Regions from separate parts of the Zea mays genome. Here all the other regions are linked to region 3. The links are chromatin contacts, called in public Hi-C maps. All regions are on one chromosome and are shown on one strand. Each heading gives the region's core, a stretch centred on a gene start, on an enhancer-like site or on the middle of the called end of the contact. The rest is flanking DNA. Distances are from core to core; before and after follow the strand shown. Region 1 holds the start of LOC100281883 (CONSTANS-like protein CO8). Region 2 holds the start of LOC100280702 (ATP binding protein). Region 3 holds the start of LOC100285777 (LHT1).

The links. Hi-C and Micro-C count contacts between places; a contact is called where the count stands out from the background.
Region 1: a Hi-C map of endosperm shows a contact between it and region 3, with 2.7 times the contacts expected there. The contact joins the promoter of LOC100281883 here to the promoter of LOC100285777 in region 3. A contact is called at or near these places in 2 of 25 Hi-C or Micro-C datasets (endosperm and leaf).
Region 2: a Hi-C map of tassel shows a contact between it and region 3, with 4 times the contacts expected there. The contact joins the promoter of LOC100280702 here to the promoter of LOC100285777 in region 3. A contact is called at or near these places in 3 of 25 Hi-C or Micro-C datasets (bundle sheath, ear and tassel).

What each region holds. Positions count from the first base shown.
Region 1 is chr10:55,423,459-55,427,386 of Zm-B73-REFERENCE-NAM-5.0, forward strand. LOC100281883 (CONSTANS-like protein CO8) reads right to left here and starts at 1,484. Exons shown (of 1, transcript NM_001154803.1): 1 at 87-1,484. The coding sequence starts at 1,395. The coding sequence ends at 559.
Region 2 is chr10:55,393,281-55,397,553 of Zm-B73-REFERENCE-NAM-5.0, forward strand. It overlaps LOC100280702 (ATP binding protein), which reads left to right and starts at 2,632. Exons shown (of 11, transcript NM_001408179.1): 1 at 2,632-3,187; 2 at 3,286-3,377; 3 at 3,854-3,972; 4 at 4,107-4,228. The coding sequence starts at 3,016.
Region 3 is chr10:56,102,409-56,106,376 of Zm-B73-REFERENCE-NAM-5.0, forward strand. LOC100285777 (LHT1) reads left to right here and starts at 1,577. Exons shown (of 7, transcript NM_001413989.1): 1 at 1,577-1,732; 2 at 1,852-2,039; 3 at 2,681-3,467; 4 at 3,548-3,653; 5 at 3,743-3,834. The coding sequence starts at 1,852. It overlaps LOC100304039 (a long non-coding RNA gene), which reads left to right. Exons shown (of 4, transcript XR_560079.4): 4 at 75-386.

The DNA of each region.
Region 1 (3,928 bases), core at 234-2,733, 680 kb before region 3:
CAACACATTAGTGGCATAAGATTATTGGGACCACCATATATGGAATTAATCAACTTGGATAGAAAGTCAAAACACTGAAACCATGTGGATGAACAGCTGCATAAGCTATATGCTCCATATATAGATTAACCAAACCCACTTCCTGATTGGCCCATCAAAATCCCCTTTTATTCCGATCATCTAAGAGCTTGCTATGGAAGCATGGATGGCAGATTTCCACCACAACTATATTGTTAGCCCCAGTAAAGCGATGACGATGAGCCAACGCAGAATTTGATAGACAACCCAGTAAAGTTGTATCTTACAAGACACAATAAATCCCCTAGTTCGTTCACCAACTGGTGATGACCCATCGAAATTCCGCGCCATCATTTAAAAATAGCGATGGCGGAATTTCACCACGGATGCTGCTCACATGAATGACGAGACGACACGACACAAACGAGAAGGGCGGTTGCTTAACTTGCTTCAAACTGGGCGAACGCCACCGCCAGAAGCCCAGAAGCGCTGCCCGCTGTGATGCGAGTGTGACCCCTAAATTTTCAAGGCACAAACTTTCTAGAAGCTTGGCACGACCCCGTAGGCCCCGGCGTCCACGAAGAAGCCGTCCCTGGCGTCGTCGGAGAAGGAGAGCCAGAACTTGGCAGCAGCGTCGATGCTGTCCGATGTGCCGGCACCCGAGGAGGAGGAGGAGGAGGTGCCGGCGGCGCGCTTGACAAAGCGGCCCTTGATCCTGGGCCGCGCCTCGGCATAGGCCTTGCGGGACGCGTAGCGGATGGTCTTCTGGAACTTGCGCCTCTCGCGCTTCTCGCGGTACCTCTGCACCCTCGCCTCCCGCTCCGCCGCCGCCGCGGCGACCACGGCGGCGCCCGGGACGACGACAGCGGGCGACCACGTGGCCGTCCATGCGGCGGCGGCCAGACCGGGCTGCGCCCACAGAGGTGCAGCGCCGTGATGGACGACGGGCGCCACGCCGTCCGGCAGGTAGCCGCCGCCGCCCGTGACACAGGCAGCGAAGTCGACGTCGGACAGCAGGTCGAACAGGCCCCTGCCCTCCGCGCCGCTGTCGCCGGTGGTGAAGCTCGCCGACGAGCTCCCGTTCTGGGGGCTTCCCTGCCCCTGCGCAGGCGCCGACGCCCACGACGACGCCGCGTCGATGTCGTCGGGCGCGAAGAGGTCGTCGTCGTACACGCCGGATGCAGCAGTCACCATGGAAAGGGGCACGCGCTCGTGGCGCGACGCCAGCAGGTTCGCAGCGTGCACAGCGGTGTCGCAGGGGCTGCAGAGCGCCGCAGCGTCCGCCGCGCAGTACACCACCGCGGCGCCGCCGCAGACCGCGCACGCGCAGGCGGCTCCCCCAGCCGCTGGGCTTGTGCTGCCTTCGCTTCTTCCCATCTCTCCTTCTAGTTTTTTTTTTCTTCTTCTGGGCTTGCCTCAGCTTTCTTGAGCTTCTTTGTGTTTTGCTTGTGCTTGCGTTTGTGTTTTTGAGTGCGAAATGGCAGTGAAGCTGCTGAGCTGTATTAATAGGGGGAGGGAGATGAAGTGATGAAGCCACCGGGGACGAGCGGGAGGCGGGGAGCTTAGCGCGAAGGTGGAGTTGGTGAATCGGTTAAGTGGACACGTGGAGCTCTAATGGCCGCGAAAACTTTGGCTGAGGACGACCAAGATCGTGTAATTTAGAGGGAATTGGTAGGTGTACTATGGTAGGCACCCTTGTTCCCTTGCCAAACCATCCAGGTCTGCACTTGTTACAGTGTGACCTCTTGACATTAATTTCTGACATGACATATTCCTTCTCTTCTACATTACTTAGAGCAACTACAGTAGTTCTCTAAAATACTCCTTAAATCAATAATTTAGATAGTTAACCTAAAAACTCATCTCCAACAGCTCTCTAAATAAACTTTCTAAATTTAGTCACTTTTCATCTAACCTTATTTCCTACCTACATTTAGCAACCACTTACCAACTCCCGAAACATAAAATCTGGCATACTTCTTTTAGTTGGACGTCTTTTCCACATTCTGAGTCCATGCGTCAGCTGTTGGTGATGCACAATTGCAGCACCTAGTAAGTTAGAGATTAAACAATTAATAATGTAACTGTTGCACATGCACATGTTGAGAATAAACAATTGTGGCAACAAATCAAAAGGACAACACAACTCACCATGTTGGATCAGTTTGCTGACGAGGTCACAATTTTGAGATCGAGTTGCAGAAGGGAGATGAAAACAAAAGGAAAAATGGCTAATCACACTCAAATTGGTGATATGACAAGTTTTAACATATTTAGGAAGTAATATATAGAGAACTGTTGGAGGAGATAAGTTTTTTTGTTTCCTATATTATTTGAGTACTTGCTAAATCTCAAATTTAGGTAGTAGAAATATACATAACTATTGGAGCTGCTCTTATAGGTCATTTGTCTTTGCCCATACGAGAAATTTTACAGTTCTCGGAAGAAGAAAAACTAGAGCTATCTATTTTAATAGATCTAATAGTTTAAAATAAGAAAAAAAAACAGTAACATACGGGCAAAGAACTAGTTCCAGATTTAGTTCGAAAGGTATATATCATAGTACATTCACGGATTCAAGAGCTCCTCATCTCCCATCTTCTCTGTTCTTCGCACACGCCGCCAGCCACCCGATGACACCACGCCGCCGCCGACCAATGCTAGCCCGAGTAGAAATCCGCGTCCCCAACTCGTGCCGTCCAACCATGGACGGTACTGGAGCAGTGGCTGCGGGCTTAGGTTGGGTGGCGGCAGGACATGCATATGCAGCTCCCTATCTCGGTCTCTAAAAGATGTGCGCAGCCCGTTTTTGGTGTCAAATTGGTTTCATTAACTTCGCCATGTGATATTTTTTTCTGAAATACATGCATTTATTGAACTTGAACGAGCCAATATACATATTTTTGTAACAACTCCATCGAAGTTAGAAAGACTTAACTTCGAACAGAAGTCAAGGTGAACTATAATTTAAACTGGATACAGTATAAGGCAAGAGTTACTCCTAGATATCACGTGCGGCATGATGCTTGGATACAATTTGGAATTTTTGAGCATCGTTCCTTTTTTTAGTACCTAGAACTATCTTTACCATGCCAACTAGCCAGTTTATGTCATTTAAGAGTATCAAAATCTCTTTATTACGAAAGCGTTTGAATGCTTTGAAATGTTTGAAATGTACATAATAATAATAATAATAATAATAATAATAATAATAATAATAATAATAATAATAATAATAATAATAATCGTCGGTTAATTCATTTTTTGAACTAGACCACGACAAATAAAAAAGAACGGATCGAGTACGTAGTATTATGAGATACAATTTCATACTTCAGCTTACCTTACGAGGTCTGTTGATCCAGAATCTCAAAATGAGAATGTGCCGTTTGTTAGCATCGATATGTACGGTATGCATGGATAAAAAAAAATTATTCCTTCATGCATCTATATGCTGTCGTTGTACTAGTGCGTGTAAGTAGTGATTTGCTTGCATTGCCCGATAGTCGGGTCGGTCGACAATGAAACCAGCCTGGACTGGAGTGGAGGGAGTGCTTCTGGTCAAACGGTCGAGGGGAGCTGTCCACTACTCCGACTGGTCTGTGGTGACGTGGGACCCGCCAGACCTATAGAAATCGCAGAAATTGATCCTGTCGATGACGTGGCGTGCTCGGACGTTATTGTGGTAGGTCCCACAGCCTTTTCCCTCCGCGGATGCATTAATTTAACGCGCGTAGTACTACTGTACCGATTGGTGGTGGTGAGTTGTGCGTGCCCGGAGATGCAATGCTTGGCTTGTGTTCCTCGTCTCCCCTGTTGCCAGTTTGGCCGAAACTTGGTTTTCTTGATCGGACCTGTTCAATCCTGCCGTACAAGCGAGGAAAAAACTGTTAGGGTTAGTTTGAGAACT
Region 2 (4,273 bases), core at 1,382-3,881, 710 kb before region 3:
GTACAACTATAGATTTAGTGGAGGTTATGGTGTGGCATTGATTTGGTTAGGTCAATTTTGTAAAATTTAAACTAGTGGATTATATAGTGATATAGACTATATAATACAATAATATTTATAAGGTACAGCTCACGAGCTAAGTCAAGTCGAGCCATATTTTGAGCTGGAGCCGCCTCTTTTCCCGTCGTAACCATAGAAACTAACTTGGTCGATTCATATAACAGTTGCAAGGGTGACGACTAGGGAAACCAGCTTAGCCTGACTTGGTCGGTCCATATCAGGGCTTGTTCGGTTAGCTCTCAATCCATATGGATTGAGTGGGATTGGATGGGTTTGAATCCCGAACAAGTCAAACTTCTTCTCAATTTTTTCCAATCCCATCTAATCCATGCGTATTGGGAATAACCGAACAAGGCCTCAGTTGGTGAACCAGCCTAACTGGAAAATAATTTGGTAGACCTATGTAGTCTCTCACATAACTAGTGAGAAAACTACCTGTTTGCCAGCAGCATGTACCTGATTTGTATTCTTTACCGATGCCACCCGTTTAGCCAAGCTGTTATACGAGGATGTAGCAGCTGAAGGGGGTAAACCATCCTGGCCAGTTTTGTTTGCATAGTCGGCCATATCTTTTATCCTTTTGCTTGTTTGATGGAAAATTGGATGAACTTTATTGGAGATTTCTTCACTCATCTTCCCCAGCTTGTCCTCATTCTATTTGTTGCACCAAACATGCGGTAATTTGCACTGTTGCATCAACATTCTCAGCAAACCAGCTCGAAATAGGAGGCAAACTGGACTAGCCAGTTTTTGCGAGCTCAATGCATTGCCAGCCGACACAGATCGACGCAGGTAAACTGGCCAGGCCGATCCTGGGTCAGTGACTCAGTGAAAATAGTCGGGCCGTTTTGGCAGGGGCAAGATAGCCCAATCTCCTTGTTAGCATATTTTACGTGTCAACAATATATAGATAAATAGATAGACGTAGTGATCTTACACCTAACGCTCACGAGTGGGCCTTTAACATATACTACAATATATCCATTGGACTTGGACGGGTAGAAAAGCTCAATTCAGGCCTCGTAAATGTCCCCCCCCACTCCACGTAGGGGGAGTTTTGGGATGAAACAGCCATCTAAGAGCATCTCCAACAACGTGATCTATAAAAATGCCCTATAATTTGAAAATAAGTATATTTTATAGAATTTAGGACACCAACAAAACACCTCGCTCCAACAGTAAAGCTCCAAATCTAGATTATAGGGCAGCCCACTACGGTGTAGTATATTTGAGTCACTTGAGAGAGTACCCTATAGTTTTTTGACAAAAATTTATGAAATAGGACACTGTTGGAGTAATTTTTCCTATTTAGAGCCCCATATTTTAATTTGAGGCATTAGTTTGAGGCATTGTTGGAGATGCTCTAACTCTCCCAAAAGCTCCCCCATATAGTGGAAGAAAGAAGACTCATTATATATGTGATGAGCTCTAATCTTCTTATATATGTTAATTACGTTATTATTATGCTATATTAATTTATTTTGAGTTATTTAATATGATAATAATGTGTGTTACAACAGTATAAATAGTCTATGATTTTTTTAAAACTTTAAAAACTGATGAAAAAATATCAAATAACTTAATTATAATATATATGGGAAACTCGATATGGCGAATGATTGGATATGTCATGGTTGATGATGTAGTAAAATATAATAGAAAGTACAGATATTAGAGAGAAATGTGGAGGAAATGGTTGACATATCCACTAAACCTGAACGGGTGTAGGTTATTTTCTATCCACCCGTCTAGGCAACCAAATGCATGAATGGGCATCCAGATTGGATATGTTCTCCTCTCCCCTTTTCAGTGCACTTGTAGTGGGTAATAAGGCTTTTGCGTGTTCTCAAGAAATAATTGTAGCTAGCTAGTTGCCGTATACTTTTTCCGTACATGTATTCAGCCTTGTTAGCTAGACAATAGGTGGTAGACTGTTGGGTGTTCGATCGTAGTAATAGGGATCCAAACAGCCTAGCTAATAGTTTAAATATTAGCTACTTTTAGCAAATTAGTTAATAATTAGCTAGTTATTTTTTAACTAGCTAATTCACTAGCAATGTTTTAACCAACTAACTATTATTTCTAGTGTATTCAAACACTCTTAGGTATTGTTGTTGATGTAACGTCTCAAGCATATATACTTTTTTTATTTACCAAGCTATTGTAGAATAACACATCATGGAAATAGTCTATTAGTCAAAGACTCCAATTAATCCCCTCTCCGTCGCTGGACATGTTCATCTTCAACTACTAAATTAGCTTACATACTGACATAGCTATACGTGTATAACCAATTATTATATATATCTCTAATTGTTGTTATTCTGACCAAGACGCCAATTACCTACTCCTGCATTCTATAATTACTTATACGAACACAAGCAAGTACCACGTTGACCCTCTCTCTCTCTCTTCGTAAGCAGAACCAGTTTAGAGAAGCTGTCACTGTAACTCTGTAGGGCAGATCAGATCGTATACAGTGGAAGATCCCATCAGAATCGTTCGAGCAGCAGTCCAGTCCTATTAGTCCTAGGTTGTGGCAGTTGGCACGGTGCGTCGCTGCTCCGATCCCTCCCTACCTATCTTTGTACCCTGCACGCATCTTCTGTCCTAAGCAACAACCCCATTTTTGTAGTGCCGCCATGGCAGGGCAGCTCTCTCTCTCATGGTGGTGGTCGCCCACGGGCCAGTCAGCGACCGTGCTAATGGAATGGCCATCACTGCCTCCAACTAACTAACCACCTTTTCAGTGCAGGCCACTGCGTGCGCCACTGCCATACCTATCAGCATGCATGCAGAGCTTCCACCCGTCACCTACAAATCCCTGTCGCTGTCCTCGCCATCGCCGTCGCTCGTCGTCGTTGTCATCGCCAAGGGTGTCGGTGTGGCTGTGTCGGCCACGGCCAGCTAGAGCTGTGACCTGGGAGTGGGAGGGTTGGTGCCTATAGGATCGTCATGGACACCATCGAGGAGTGCGGCGACGGAGGCCGCCACCTGCTGCTGGGCCTCGGCACCAGGATACTCGTCGGCGTGCCGGACAACTCCCGCGGCTGCTCCGAGCTGCTGTCGTGGGCGATCGGCGCCGTCGCCAAGCCCAGCGACTCCGTCGTCGCCGTGCACGTCCTCGGTAATTAGTCGATCCACCATCACCCGCTTTCTTGTTTCCGCTGCTCTGCTTGTGCCTGCCCATCAGGTGTCCATGCCTCTCTCTGTCCTGTCATGCAGGAGGGAGGGGGAGGAAGCGGAGGCTGCAGAAGGCCAACGCCTTCGTCATCTACATGCTCGGCGAATTCGTCAAAGCTTGTGAGGCCAAGCAGGTGAAAGAAACTGAACTTTTTTTTGTCAGGCTTTGCCGATCTCTTGTTCCTCTGTTTGTTGAACTCAGTTCAGGTGATGCCAGAGCCAGACTTAGGTTCTAAGTACAGTAGCATCTTTTTTCTGTTTTTTTTTTTGGAGTGTCTTCCATTTGTTTCGATGCGGGAGCTTGGAAGCCAAGCTTGTGCATAATTGCTAGTTGGTGTTCTTTTCTGTCAGGTTTTGTCATATCTTTGTAGCTGCTACCCCAGTTAGGTGAAGTAGAGCTTTTGGATCATGATATGATATGATGGGGCCATGCTCTGAGTCTGTCCTTTTTTTGCTGTCATGCTCTCTCGTCTACTACTGCCCGCTTTCTTTCACCGGTTGGTAGTCTTGTAGCAGTATTGGGAACAATGTAGTATGGTTAGGAGTGACAATCATGTTAATTAAGTAAGTTGGATTCGGAGACAGGCCTGTAACTTTCTTACCTTTTTAGATTAATTTGGAGGCCAAGGTGATATGCAGCTCAAACATTGGGAGAGCCCTGACCCAAGAAGCTGCACTGACTGATGGGAACATCCTCATTGTTGGGAGGTCAAGAAATGCGTACCATAGGTAGTCTCGACAGTCTGATTCAACTTTCATGTTCAAATGGTCCCGAACTGAATTTTCTAAAAGAAAAAAAAACATTTTTCGATTGTCAGTTCGAAGCCTAGAAAATATTGATCTTACAATTATGACCATAACAGGAGCCATTTCGAGATTGCAAACTACTGCTTCATGCATGCTCCAAAAAACTGCTCGGTGATCGCTGTTGGAAGGCAAGGCGTAGCACAGAGTAGTACTCGGTTGAGACCTCGGTCATTTGATGGTAAGATCGCACACAATGTCAGAGTGCATTTTTTTCCCTCAGATG
Region 3 (3,968 bases), core at 327-2,826:
ATCTGAGAGTACTAAGTTATCTGATGTGATCTGTAAAACTTACTCAGTTCTTGTCAAACTTAATCTGTTAACAGGTTTCTTGTCAAACTGCTGGGCGCCTGAACACTGCTGTGCACCGTACGTCAGGCTGTCCTCATGCATCTGTTAACAGATCTTTTGTCCTCTGCTGCTTAGACTGCTTTATGAAATTTGAAATGTGATGAGACTTATGCCTTATGGTGACTGGTGATAGCTTATTAGATTAGAGTATCATACTTTTGGTCATGGTCTTATGGAATATGGAATGTGATGGGATCATTGGACCGCATGGTATGGGTCATGGATGTGTAAATAAATTATAATTTCATTATTTCATCTCTCGTCTATTAAGTATTAACAGTTTATTACTGTGTTGTCTATCTTGTGACCTGAAAATAGCTTCAAATCTGTAACTTATGCTTGCTGGCAACCGAATCTGTCACCTGGGCGCAGTGGTGGCCCTGAGGATGCCGCAGAGGGACGGTTGCCCTGGGCCTCCGAATTCATAGGACCCAATTCTAATCATGTGATTCAATAACCTATTAATAAAGTAATGAATATCTAAACATGTTAGAAGAAAATTTTAAAGTGCATATATCCTTTTATTTACTTATTATTTGACATAAATATTTTTAGATGTATTAAAAATGTTTAATTAGTAACATTTATATATTAAAAATAATTTGAATGATCTCTATTTGAAACCTTCTCCCGAGCCCCTAAAATGTTAGGACCGCCACTGCCTGGGCGGCACAGTCTAGGTGGCACAGTGGCTCGTGAGCCTTGTTCGAGCTAAGCCGACCCGGTTATCCCAGCTCGTCGCACTGCCGAGCCAAGCCGGCTTGTTTCCAGCTCTAATCATACACATATACTAGCTAGCTATATCTTGATATAGCTATATTTTGATGTGCGGTCAAGATATAGCTAGCTAGTATAAGTGCATGATTCGACGGTGGAGAGAAGACTCTTGACTCTTGAGACACGTTTTTCCACAAGAAGACGCATACGCAATTCCTGAACCCTGAGTCCCTGACGACGACACATCATCGATCAGGTTTGAGCTGACTTATCTTCGGTGTGTGAAAGCGTAAAAAAGCAATATATATAACTTCTGAACAATGGACGGCGCCGCGGTGAACCACACAGGTGTCCTTTCCCTGCTTCCAAATTCTCGGCACGACATACACAAGCCCAGTACTGGTACTGCCATACGTACGTACTAGTAAAAAAATGTACACGTAGTTGACAAATCAAAACCACACGTGTACCACGTTAGGCTTTGTTCGTTTCATCCCTAATCCATGGGGATTGAGGGGGATTGGAGTGGATTGAGGAGGATTTTGACTTGTAGGGGATTCAATCCCTCTCAATCTCCATAGATTTGATAAAAACGAACAGGGCCTTAATGATACAGTACACAGTATTATTATTATTATTATTATTATTGATAATAACTCGGAGAGAGAGAATATGTACGTAGCGGTATACGCGCTGCCACCGAAACTAACTCGGCTACTTATGTGCTGTTAGCTAGGCCATCGATCGGGTGGATCGGAAACCAGCTGACGCTGAGTCGTCTTTCTCGGCAGCAGGACCCGCCGCCGCCTCCTCTCCATCTCTCTCTCTCTCTCTCTCGCCATATCGATTCCATTGGGGACGCAAGCACCGCCCCAGACCCAGAGCTTCTCTTCTCAAAAGGTGCGCGTACGACGTAGTACGTGCAGTGCGGCGCCTTCTTCTCGATCTCTCTCTCTTACCAAGGAAATCGATCTCTTACATGATCTATAGGGGGCTGGGGGCGTCAATAACATACATATAAAAACTCGCATGCAGATGCAGGAGCAGGACGTGGACGATGGCGGCGGCAGGACGACCCAGCAGCAGGAGAAGTCGATCGACGACTGGCTCCCTATCAACTCCTCCAGGAAGGCCAAGTGGTGGTACTCCGCCTTCCACAATGTCACCGCCATGGTCGGCGCCGGCGTGCTCGGCCTCCCCTACGCCATGTCCGAGCTTGGCTGGTACGTATACTTCATGTCACGAATCCTAAATCCGGCTTCCGATGATGATCGATTCGACCTCAATACAAGCTAAGAAGATTGATGAGATAAGAAAAATCCAGATTTTCTTTCCCCCACCCTGATTGGTGCCGGGAAAAAAAATCTCAAGTTAGCTTGTTGTCTCTTTCCGGTCCTTATGTTTATGTCTCATGACTTGCCTCTTTTTTTTTTGGTCTAGTAGTCTCATGTGTGTTAATTTGCGCTGTTGGGCCGATTTTGTCTAGACGATGTGACAGTTACAAAAGTAACATGATAGGTACATGAACAAAAACCTGAATACCGGTCACACCCGATAAGTTAAATACACGTCATGATGTATACCTATAATTTGAGAGTATATACATGAATATTTGGCATCTATATCATCATATATATGCACGTCATGATGACTATCATATTTAATAGGGTTTTTTAAGTTGGTGCTCTCAGTTTGTATCGTATATAGTAACATGTGGACTACAATTAATTAAAATACGATCCTTTTATCAACAGCTGAATAAAGTGATTCAATTGTACGAGCGATTAACTCGTTGTCAGATAAAGATTATTAGGGGGTCACGGGCAGATAAATGGTTCATTGTTGATTATTGGCGTGCACACAGGGGCCCTGGCATCGCGGTGATGATCCTGTCGTGGATAATCACCCTATACACGCTATGGCAGATGGTGGAGATGCACGAGATGGTGCCTGGGAAGCGGTTCGACCGGTACCACGAGCTCGGGCAGCACGTCTTCGGCGACAGGCTGGGCCTCTGGATCGTGGTGGCGCAGCAGCTGGCAGTAGAGGTGAGCCTGAACATCATCTACATGGTCACCGGCGGCCAGTCCCTCAAGAAGTTCCACGACGTCATCTGCGACGGCGGCAGGTGCGGCGGCGACTTGAAGCTCTCCTACTTCATCATGATCTTCGCCTCCGTCCACCTGGTCCTCTCCCAGCTCCCCAACTTCAACTCCATCTCCGCCGTGTCGCTCGCCGCCGCCGTCATGTCGCTCAGTTACTCCACCATTGCGTGGGGCGCGTCGCTGCACAGAGGGAGGAGAGAGGACGTGGACTACCACCTGCGCGCCACGACCACCCCAGGGAAGGTGTTCGGCTTCCTGGGAGGCCTAGGGGACGTGGCGTTCGCCTACTCGGGGCACAACGTGGTGCTGGAGATCCAGGCCACCATCCCGTCCACGCCGGACAAGCCGTCCAAGAAGGCCATGTGGAAGGGCGCCTTTGTCGCCTACGTCGTCGTCGCCATCTGCTACTTCCCCGTCACGTTCGTCGGGTACTGGGCCTTCGGCAGCGGCGTCGACGAGAACATCCTCATCACGCTCTCCAAGCCCAAGTGGCTCATTGCCCTCGCCAACATGATGGTCGTCGTCCATGTCATTGGCAGTTACCAGGTACGTACGGTACAAACATTTCACTTCTCCATATCCAAGTCACATACACTCCATATCCATGTCATTGGTTGTCGGTGCAGGTTTATGCCATGCCGGTGTTTGACATGATAGAGACGGTGCTGGTCAAGAAAATGAGGTTCGCTCCGAGCCTCACGCTCCGTCTTATTGCCCGGAGCGTCTATGTTGGTAATGCCTCTATCTGAACTGAACCCTAAAGCAGTAGATCGACAAGCATCTGACGTCCTAACAAACAAGTGCGTGCAACATGTGTGCAGCGTTCACAATGTTTCTAGGCATCACTTTCCCCTTCTTCGGTGGATTGCTCAGTTTCTTCGGCGGATTAGCCTTCGCACCGACAACTTATTTTGTAAGCTTTTCCAAAGATCCATGCATGATTGCATTAATTGACCCATTTTTTTTCCTGCAACAACAACAATGGCGCATTCTGAATTTCGCATCAAGTTCGGAAATGTATTCTAGAGCTGACCAAACCTTGCATGT